Regions from separate parts of the Mus musculus genome. Here region 1 is linked to region 2. Evidence: chromatin contacts called from public HiChIP or PLAC-seq data. All regions are on one chromosome and are shown on one strand. The core of a region is the stretch at or near the end of the contact, and the rest is flanking DNA. Distances in the headings are between cores, read along the strand shown. Region 1 overlaps Gm34458 (a long non-coding RNA gene). Region 2 holds the start of D630003M21Rik (RIKEN cDNA D630003M21 gene).

The links. HiChIP or PLAC-seq counts read pairs in DNA pulled down with a chosen protein or histone mark.
Region 1: a FOXA1 HiChIP or PLAC-seq map of pancreatic cancer cells shows a contact between it and region 2. The contact joins the enhancer-like site here to the promoter of D630003M21Rik in region 2. A contact is called at or near these places in 2 of 39 promoter capture datasets (embryonic stem cells and liver), 2 of 115 datasets of contacts at active chromatin or transcription factors (embryonic stem cells and pancreatic cancer cells) and 3 of 9 other capture datasets (adipose tissue, embryonic stem cells and macrophages).

The regions. Positions count from the first base shown.
Region 1 is chr2:158,107,655-158,112,330 of GRCm38.p6, reverse strand. It overlaps Gm34458 (a long non-coding RNA gene), which reads right to left. Exons shown (of 2, transcript XR_001783529.1): 2 at 1-172. Among named protein-coding and RNA genes, the nearest start is that of Gm34458, 4.7 kb to the right of the region's middle. Within about 2 kb of position 2,675, at least 70 of the 459 cell types and tissues checked have an H3K27ac peak or open chromatin away from gene starts, as enhancers often do. A contact at or near this core is called in adipose tissue and pancreatic cancer cells, where this site is marked.
Region 2 is chr2:158,225,369-158,230,536 of GRCm38.p6, reverse strand. It overlaps D630003M21Rik (RIKEN cDNA D630003M21 gene), which reads left to right and starts at 1,313. Exons shown (of 14, transcript NM_177657.5): 1 at 1,313-1,453. The coding sequence starts at 1,451.

The DNA of each region.
Region 1 (4,676 bases), core at 1,426-3,925, 120 kb after region 2:
CGTGATTACGGGTACTCCTGCCCACTGGGTAAAGTCAGAGGGTCCCTGGGGCCTTCGTAAACCCTTAATCGTTCAGTACCATGTCCATTCCAGCCAGCTGCAGGTCACACTTGATCTACACCCTTCACGATGGCTAACGAGCTGCCTCTAGACAGTGTCCTCAGCTGCTGTCCTATAGCAAGAAATATGAAGCATCTTAGTTAGTACATGCCTGTCATCTCGGCTCTGAGGTTAGGCAAGAGGATTGTAAGTTTGAGGCCAGCCTGTGCTACATGGTGAGGCCCTGTCTCTGAAAAAGAAAGTGAAGACAACCAGAGGCAAAGGTCCAGCCTTGTCAGTTTTACATCCACTCCTCCAGACTTGTTCTGGAGCAGACAGACAGACAGACCAAAGGAAAATGCCAGCTAAGTCAGCCAGAGCGGCAATTTACCTTCATTTGCTGAGATTACTCTTTTCACAGAAGGGAAACTGAGGCATGGATGGGCGCAGGATGTGCTTATAGCAAAGAATAAGGGCAAAAGCTGAGCCCACCCCATTTCGACTCTTCTTGGGAGAGATGAGTGGCCACATGGCTAGCTGGCAGAGGTCCCTTAAAGGGGGGCAGTGGCCCTGGGACCCAGGGTGAGATGAACCAAGGAGTTCTGAGTGATTGATATTTCATCTCCCAGCACTCTTGGCTGTGTGACTATGAGGAAGTAACTTGCCCTCTCTGGGTCTCGGTCATAATGGATCACCTGGATGCTGCCTCAGTATGACACTGCCTCAGAGGCCAACAGGAACTCTGGCTGTAAGACGATGGTGGGATCAGAGTGGGTGACTGGAACAGGGATCGTTTATTTAGGCATCTCTCACAGCTGGGGATGGAGCGGTGGCTTCTGAGCCCAGCTGAAAGGAGGCAGTGGTGTAGAGGCCTCTTGGGAGCTATAGCATGAAGACAGCTGGATGGGTCAAAGTTCATGTGGACCAGGTGCTATACTAGATTTAAGGGACACATGGTCATCATGGCAAGACTGACCTATATACTGTCTTAGCAAACTCCAGGGAGAAGCAAAAGGCGCCAAGAGGGCTATGGTATCAACTCTAAGATTCAAGCTGAAGCTGACAAAATGGCTCAGAGGGTAGGACGTTTTACTCTGTAGGGGTGAGGGCCTGAGTTTGAATCCCCAGCACCTGTGCAACCCCAGCCCTGGGTGTGGAGGCAGATGGATCCCAAGAGCCCACTGGCTAGATGGTCTAACAGCCAAGCTTCCTTCAAGTGCCTTGCATACACAGGGGTCCTGGGTCCTGACATCCCCATTCTGCAGTATAGCAGATCGAAGAGTGACCAGAGAGCTTACTGCACAGGCCCAGGGTCACAACGATGGAAATCCAAGGTAGAGCGAGAGTTCCAAGCAAACAATTCGGAACCCAGTCTTCGTTCCCAGCTTCCCACGCTGTCGCTACCTGTCACACTGATGTGTATGGTTCTGAGAATGATCTATGGGAGTCATATTTTTGGTTTTGAATGAGTGAATTTATTAAGTATATAGCAGGTCAAAATAAAAGAGAAAGAGAGAAAGATATATCAAAATAACATCAAATTGAATGTTCAAAACATCCAGCAGAGCCAGGCTGTAGTGGCGCATGCCTTTAATCCCAGCACTCTGGATGTAGAGCCAGGTGGGTCTCTGAGTTCAAAACCAGCCTGGTCTACAGAGTGAGTTCTAGGCCAGCCAGGACTACACAGACTAAACTCTGTCTTCAGGGAAAACAAAACAAAACCAACCAAGCAACCAAATGAACAAACAAAACACCAAAAAAACAGAACAAAACAACAACAAATCCTCCCAGCAGAAACGGACTCAGGGTGCCTTAGCAACCAGCTGGAGCTCCCACTAGAGAGGATCTTAGGCAGAGCAGAGGGTCCCCTCATTTAATCACATTTAATCCCACATTTAATCCCAGCAGAGGTAGGCAGATCTCTGAGAGTTCAAGGCCAGCCTGGTCTACACGGTGAGTTCCAGGATAGCCAGGGCTACATAGTGAGATCCTGTCTCAAAACCAAACCAAACCAAAACTAAAAGCACAATACGGATGGTTACAACATCTGGCAGAGGCCTACTGAAGATGGCTCTTATGTCATGGGATGAACATAGCAATGTCTGCTGGGAATGGTTACCTTCCAGCTGTTGTTTAAAGACACAATGTTTTTATCCTCTGGCTGCTTTGCTGTGTCCCTTCACAGAGTTAGGGTGCCATTCCATCCCCAGACAAAGGGGCCTTAGAGGATAGTTTGAGACACACATGTTTGGGTGTGAAATGGGGGTGAGAGGGTGAACCTCACCTCCATAGGTGGTTTCTCGGTGAGCTCCAACAGCACATGACAGTTAACAATATAATCTATATTATACACACAGGCTGGACACAGGCCGAGGCAGGGAAGCTACTGTGGAGCCTGGAGCCTGAGGAGGATCCTCCAGAGACAGGCAGGAAGCATGCTAGCTGAGCTGCTGGAGGAAGGTACAGCAGCCTGCGAGCTGGGTGCGGGAGGCAGGAAGGAGGTGGGGGGAGAGTCCGTTTTCTAGGAAGTGAAGGCTACCTCAGCAGGCATGATGTGCATCTGTGTGGGCCCAGCTTTGGAAGCTGTGTGTTCTGTGTTCCAGGCAGGGCCCGGCCACCTCAGGAAGTGTATGAGGGAAAGTGTTTCTGGGAAACGGCCCCAGAGACTTCAGAAGAAAGGAATCTGCAGCTTAGAAGTCTCTAGCGATTGCTGGGGTTTCTTTTCACAGTCTTTCTAAATATTTACTTTTGTGTCCGAATCGATATTCATCATTTTCCTTTGTATTCTCCTTAAATCCGATCTGCCAAAATAAAAAGTAAACCTACAGTTGCCTTGCCAGAGGAAATAAAATTAAGAAATTAAAAAAATATGCGCTTGTCCAATTACGATGAGTCATAACAGAAGTTTGAGACTTTATAGTAAGAAATGTATTTATGGGCTGGGGAAATGGCTCAGAAGGTAAAGTGCTTTGCTGCACAAGTTAGGGGAGCTGGGTTTGAATCCCAGAACCCACAAGAGAGAGACAGAGAGAGACAGAGACAGAGACACAGATACAGACAGAGACAAACAGAGATAGAGACAGAGAGAGAGGAGAGAGAGGAAGAAGGAGAAGAGGGGAGGGGAGAGGAGAGAGAGAGAAGAGAGAGGAGAGAGAGAGACAGACATACACAGAGATACAGAGACAGACAGAGAGTGAGGTGCTGAGACAGGAGGACCCCCAAAACTCCCTGATCAGCAGTCTAGATGAATCACCAAGCTCCCAGTTCTGTGAGATCCCTGTCTCAAAAGCTAAAATGGAGACGTGGTTGAGGAAAGAACCTGGACATCAATCAGCTCTGGCCTCCACTTGACGCCCCTCGCCCCTGTGAGTGCTCCCACAAACTCCTCACTGCCTTCCTTCCGATGTATTTACTGCACAGCCAGCCAAACACCCTTGCTCAGCCCAGCCTCCCCCAGGTGCGCTGGCCACTGGCAGCCTACGGTTGAGGCAGAGCCCAGCATGTGTATTGCGACTCACTGACGGTTTTACTATCAGGAAAACTTTTATTTTACAACAAAGGCTTGGCTAGCTTACCTGGGTTTGATTTGAGATTGAGGTTGTTTATTTATTCATTCATTTGTTTGTTTTGACACGTGCTCTCCTGTAGCCCAGGCTGGTCTTGAACTCGCTATGTAGCCCAAGGATGACCTTGAACTCTTGACCCTCTACCCCCACCCGATACGTGCTAAAGTTACTCTTTCACCACCACACCCTGCTCTTCTTTGTTCTTATCTATCTATCTATCTATCTATCTATCTATCTATCTATCTATCTATTTTTATTTCTTGGTTTTTCAAGACAGGGTTTCTCTATGTAGCCCTTACTGTCCTGGAACTCACTTGGTAGATCAGGCTGACCTTGAACTCACAAAGATCCTCCTGCCTCTGCCTCCCAAGTACTGGAATTAAAGCTCATTATTATTGATTTATTTTAATGTGGCCTACCAAGTGGAAAATTGTCATGTGAGAATATTGTCACACCACAGTGAAGTTTAAATAGCAGTTGGTCTATCAGTAAGTTGTAATACACACGTACACACACTCACACAGCACACTTACACACACTCACACAAGCACACATTCACACAAGCACACTCACACACACATGCACACAGTCATAAGTACACTCACACAATACACTCACACACATACACTCACTCACACAGGACATACACTCACAGATACACACTCACACTCACACATTTGCTACATCCTGTGCCTGCCTTTATGCGTATGTTTGAGTGTGTGGTAGTGTGTACGCATGCACGAGCATGCATGTGGGGGTGGGGCTGAAGTTGACATTTGGTGTCTTCCTTCATTAACCGCCACTAATTTGTTGGGTTGAGGGTACTCCTTGAGCCTGGAACTCACCAATTCCTGCTAGTTTAGCTAGCCAGCTTGCTTTGGGAATCCCTTGTGTCTGCTCCACAGGGCTGGGATTCTTGGTGACCACCAGGTCCACCTGGCTTTTGCACGAGGGGACATGAACCAGTCCTCATAACTGCTAGGCTAGCATCTTTACCCACTAACTCATTTCCCCACTCCTCCTCCTCCTCCTCCTCCTCCTCCTCCTCCTCCTCCTCCTCCTCCTCCTCCT
Region 2 (5,168 bases), core at 64-2,563:
CTAGTTGGGAATTACTAGTCCCTCAGTAAAAAAGGATTTGGGATGGCTCCTAGCACAGGTTCTTGTGAAGAGACTAGATAATCAATGGGTGGGGTAGGGTGCGGTGAGGGGGACATGACTGTGGATAAGCCTTAGAAGGGAAGCCTTTACCACCATGCCATCCTGCGGTCTCCACTTACTTGTCCCAATCTTTTTAAGCCATCCCCCTGGAGGCCTCCCGTGGCCTGTTCCCACTGCCTGGAATTCCATTTCCTGCGGCCCCTCTCTGTTCACTCAGGTCTCGTCATTCTAATAATAATAATAATAATAATAATAATAATAATAATAATAATATTTTTCCTGAGTGTGTATCTGTGTACCATGTGTGTTCCTGGTGCCCTCTGAGGTTAAAGAGGGCCTTAGATTCCCTTAGCAGGTAGTTGTGAATGGCCATATGGGTGCTGGGAATTGAACCTGTGTCTTGGAGAAGGGTGGCCAAATCTCTCCAGCCCCCTCTCGGGAGTTTCTGATCAACTCCATTCCTTTTCAGCAGTTAACTCACGGTTATTTTTTCTGTTCCTCTCGTTCTTGTTCCCATTCCCCGTAGGTGACAACCCCCACCCCCTTCCATCGCTCCCCAAGGACAGGGAGTCTGTGTCGTTCTGGCTCAGTGCAGTATTTGATAATAAAAAGCTCGATTCCAGAGTCATCCAACGGGAAAGCTACTACAGAACACCTCAGGAAGGGGCTTCCAAACAGCCCACCTCTCCTTCCACGATTGGTTCCGTGGTAGGGAGTCCACAGGCGTGGTGGGTGTCTGGGGCACCCTGCCTCATAGCAATGTGGGTGTCTGCCATGGGAGCTTCAAGTTCTTGAAGGCTCTGTGTGTGTGTTAGCCGCCATCCCAAGCCTGACACTGGGCCGTCAGGACTGATGCTGACATCTACTCCCCAATTCCAGGAAGGGGTGCTATCCTCACCAGCATCACCTCCACCACCTTCCTATTTTACAGTTGAAAAACTGAGGCTTAGGAGACAAAATGACTTGCAGATAGGAACAAGAAGCCAGCAGTCCTGGGTGGGGACGCTGGAGGGAGCGCTGGGCAGCGCCAGACACCCCTAGACTGTTCCGGTGGCCTCGGCAGGGGGTGCGGAGTGGACCAACGTCGGGCTCCTGTCACCCGCAGCGGCGGCGGCAGCAGGGCGGCGCAGAGCAAGGCGTCGCACAAAGGGCCGCTGTCCCGCCGCCGCCCCGCCCCCCCCCCACGGGGTGGCCCGCCTCTTCCCCCCCCCCCCTTTTCGCCTCCTCAGCCTGGGTCCCCTCTCCCTCTTCCCTGTCCGGGTCTGGCTGCCCCTCGGGATGAGGCCGGGTTAGGAGTACTCCTCTCGCCCTTCGCACTCTCTCCAGAGCTAGGAGAGCCAGAGCTTCGCGGGACAGAGACTGCCAACGCGGGGACCAGAGGAGCATCACCATGGTAACGCCCTCCTGGGCCTGGACCACCTCACTCTGCTGGGTTTTCTCCAGCACGCCCCCACCCCACCCCACCCCCCCGCGCCCCCGGGTGTGTGTGTGTGTCTGTGTGTGCACACGCGGCGCGCACGCACGCACGCACCTAGAGACCCTCGGTTCCTGGTGTGGGTCGTTGCTTAACTGCGTGCGCAGCTCCCGCAGAATTAGGGCAAGAGTGGGGCTCAGATCCACCCCTGGGCCTCGCGTCCTGCCTGGGCCTCTCTGCAGAGATGCACGCTTTCATCTCGCTCCAAACCAGTATGCAAATTTGAACTGGAGTTCTGGACCTTGAGCCTTGCAGAAAACTTGGTTGTTTTTTTTTTTTTTTTTTTTTTTTTTTTTTTTTTAGCGCTTTAAACTTTATGCTGACTGACAGTGCTGTGTCCTGTAGGGGGTCTGGAATGAGAGGGAAATCAAAGTCGTCGTGTCCCCCCCCCTCCCCCCCCCCCCCCGCCCCAACCCAGCACAGAACAGTAGTGCTGAGAAAGGGCGGACCCTGAGGGCAGGAGAGTGGGTTCGAGGGACTTGCTCACCAAATCTTGGGTGCCTTTGCTATTTTAGATACGGTGGTTTGGCACGGGGCCTTCCCATGGGCATGAGGTGTAGAGGCATCTGGGGAGAAGGCGGAGGGCTTACTTCTGTGCATGGGTTTCCTGGACTGCACCTGGGAACGGGACCTCTAGGAGAGTTGTGTGTGCCTTTGTGCCTGTGTCTGGGAAGAAGGAGTCAAAGTGAAGTCTGTTGCTCAGAGTCTTAGCTGGGCTCCAGACAGGTTCAGGATTGGGGAAGATTCTCTGGAGCAATTTTGCAAATCTCCGGGGATTTGGACAGAGCTGGGAGATGGGCCAGGGCATTCACCCCCTGACTCTGATTTGCTGTGCTGGCTTGGGTGGGCTTCCCTTCCTGTGTAGATCCATACCCAGAACTCTACAGAGAAATGCATTCACTCCGTGCCTGCACACACCAATCCCCGAACCACAATGAACACAAGCACACGGGGCTCATGTATCTGCTTGCTCGGGCTGAAATATGGACAGACACCTCTGCACACAGACAGTACAAAACTAGGCTCCCAAACTCAGACCCCAGAGCCAGAGGCACGGTAGACACCGCTCTTGGGGCATAAAAGTACATCCTAAGTGGTTCGGCCTAAGGCAGTGTTTGTCTGCCTCTCTCTATAGCAAGACCCTGTGCTGGGCTCTCTATGAGTGGGAGACATACCACGCCCACCAACTCTAACTGCAGACTTGTAGCCCCTCATCTCACCGATGAGAGCCTGAAGCCAAGGAGCCTACACTGTCACCCTTCCAGAAGTATGAAGCAGAACCGCTGGAATTCACACCCTGCAAAGTCACCTCGGTGCCACAGCTCATCTGTCTGTCAAAGCTCTGGTTTTGACGGAATCAGTTTATTCATTTTTCTTAAAAACAAACAAACAAACCCTCAGTAAACCCCGGATTCTCAGGTCAAAGGTCAGGCCCTGGGGTGCTCCTCAGAACAGCCGAGAGAGTCTTTCCTGAGGGGTAGGACAGCCATGTTTTCATCTCTGCCTTTATTTACATATGTGTGTGTACATATGCACATGCACGTGTATGTGCATGCGTGTGCATGCGCATGTGTATGCATATGCATGTGTGTGTATCTTGTGATGTGGTGTTAGGGAATGTCCATGTTTGTATATGTATACATGTGAGGTGTGTATGGCACGGCACATGCCTGTGTATGTGTGCCTGCATCACATGCAAGCCGGAGGAGGGCCTTCATAACTTCCGTCCACTCCTTAGAGCCAGGGTCTCTCCCTGAATCTGGATTTTGCATTTTATTGGCTAGGCTAGAAATATCCCAGGGATTCTCCCATGCCTGTTCGGCTCCGTGATGGGTGTGTGAGCATGTATGCGACGACATCCAGGTTATTATGTGGGCACTGGGGTCTACACCACTATTTTCCCTTTGACTAGAAATGTAATCACCTCTTCTCCCATCTTTGAGCCCTGAATACTCAGACCTGGCTTCAGAATCCCTCAGGGTTCACGGTCCCTCCTGCCCCAGGACCTTTGCATGTGCTTTCTTTGCCGGGAAATTCCTCTTTCCTGTAATATCCACCCAAACCAAACCACCGTGCTATATCTGCTCACAATCCGCTCACTGCAGCGTGTCACTCTAGCATGCCTTTGCAGCATGCGTGTGGAGGTTAGAGGACAACTGTCAGAGTGGATTCTCGCCTTCTGTAGTGTGATCAAACTGGTCATCAGGCTTGGAAGCAAGTACCTTAACTTGCTGAGCCATTTGCTGGCCTCTGGAGGAGATTTAATACTGTGATTTTTAAAACCCATGGTTTCATGCATGCTAAGCAATGGCTCTACCACTGAGCCACACCCCCAGCTCTCTTTTTCACTTCGAGGCAGGATCCCACTAAGCTGCCTGGGCCAGCCTTCAACCTGCAACTCTTTCTCATATTTAGAGTAAATGGGCACGTCCAAGAGGAGTCTGTATTCCTTGCCTGTGAGCACAGGTGCCTTGGAAACCTAAGAAGAGATGCCCCTCTGGCAGGACTCTGAATAGTGGGTAGGCACGTACCTTATACAGAGATGGGTACAGCATGAGCAGAGCCTGCGGGTACCCAGGAGGGGATGCCATAGGCTAACCGAGGAGGCGCTTAGAGGGAATTGTCATGGAAGTGGTTGAAATGGCACAAACACATGACAATAAATAAAGCAAATTTACACTGAAGATGAATAGGAAGAAAAGTCAAACATTGAATAATCAGGAATAAACACTAAGCAAATAACTAATCCAAGTATGTGAGGATGGCAAGAAAACCTTGCACATGGGGCAGGCAGATGAGGGGGAGCCCCTCCTAGAGCTGGGTCTGCTTAGGAAGCAGGGACAATGGGATGGGGGACCTCAGACCTAGGCTGACAAGCTGCTGAAGCAATAGGGAGCCACCTGATGTTACTGAGGGCCACAGCTCTGTGTCTGAAAGTCTTCAGAAAGCCTCACATGATGTTCCTTTCCACTGACCAGAAGGGTGATGTGAGCCTCTGTTTATTATCCTGTAAAATGGGGAGAAGATAGCCAGTCCACAGAATTATCAGGACAATCATGTAGAACCATAAATGGAATGGACCTAGCTCAGGCCTCACCCAGAAGGCTTGCTCAGGGCAGCTGAGAGGCAGAGCTCTAGGGAACAACTTTGTCATCTTGTGGCTTGAGGGAGAAATTGTGCCCCAGGCCAGAGACACAGAAGAGTAGAGACAAGGACAAACATGAGAGTAGGGAGGGCTCATAGAAGCAGAAACAACTCCCTGGATGCCACATGGCTTAGCTGGACTTGAACACAGCTCTTTTGACACCCACTCCTGTCCCGGTTCACTGCATCTGGGCTGTTACTTCCAGTTTTGAAAGTTTGTTTATAAAGAGCGGATTTGAAAACTGGTTTATAAAGATCTGGATTCTCACGCCAACCCCCATCCACCCCCACACAGACAAAAAGCGCAAGCAATTTGAGTTGGACGTGATCAGGCAGTTGGGGAGCTGACTTTGGGACCTCAGCCTAGACAAGTCCCAGGAAGCTGGAAGCCTGACACCTGCTGGGCAGCAGCTGGCTCACAGACCTGCTTGCTTTGGCCAACCTTCAAAACCCTGGGAGGTTTACTGAATACTCTGTAGATCAAGGCAGG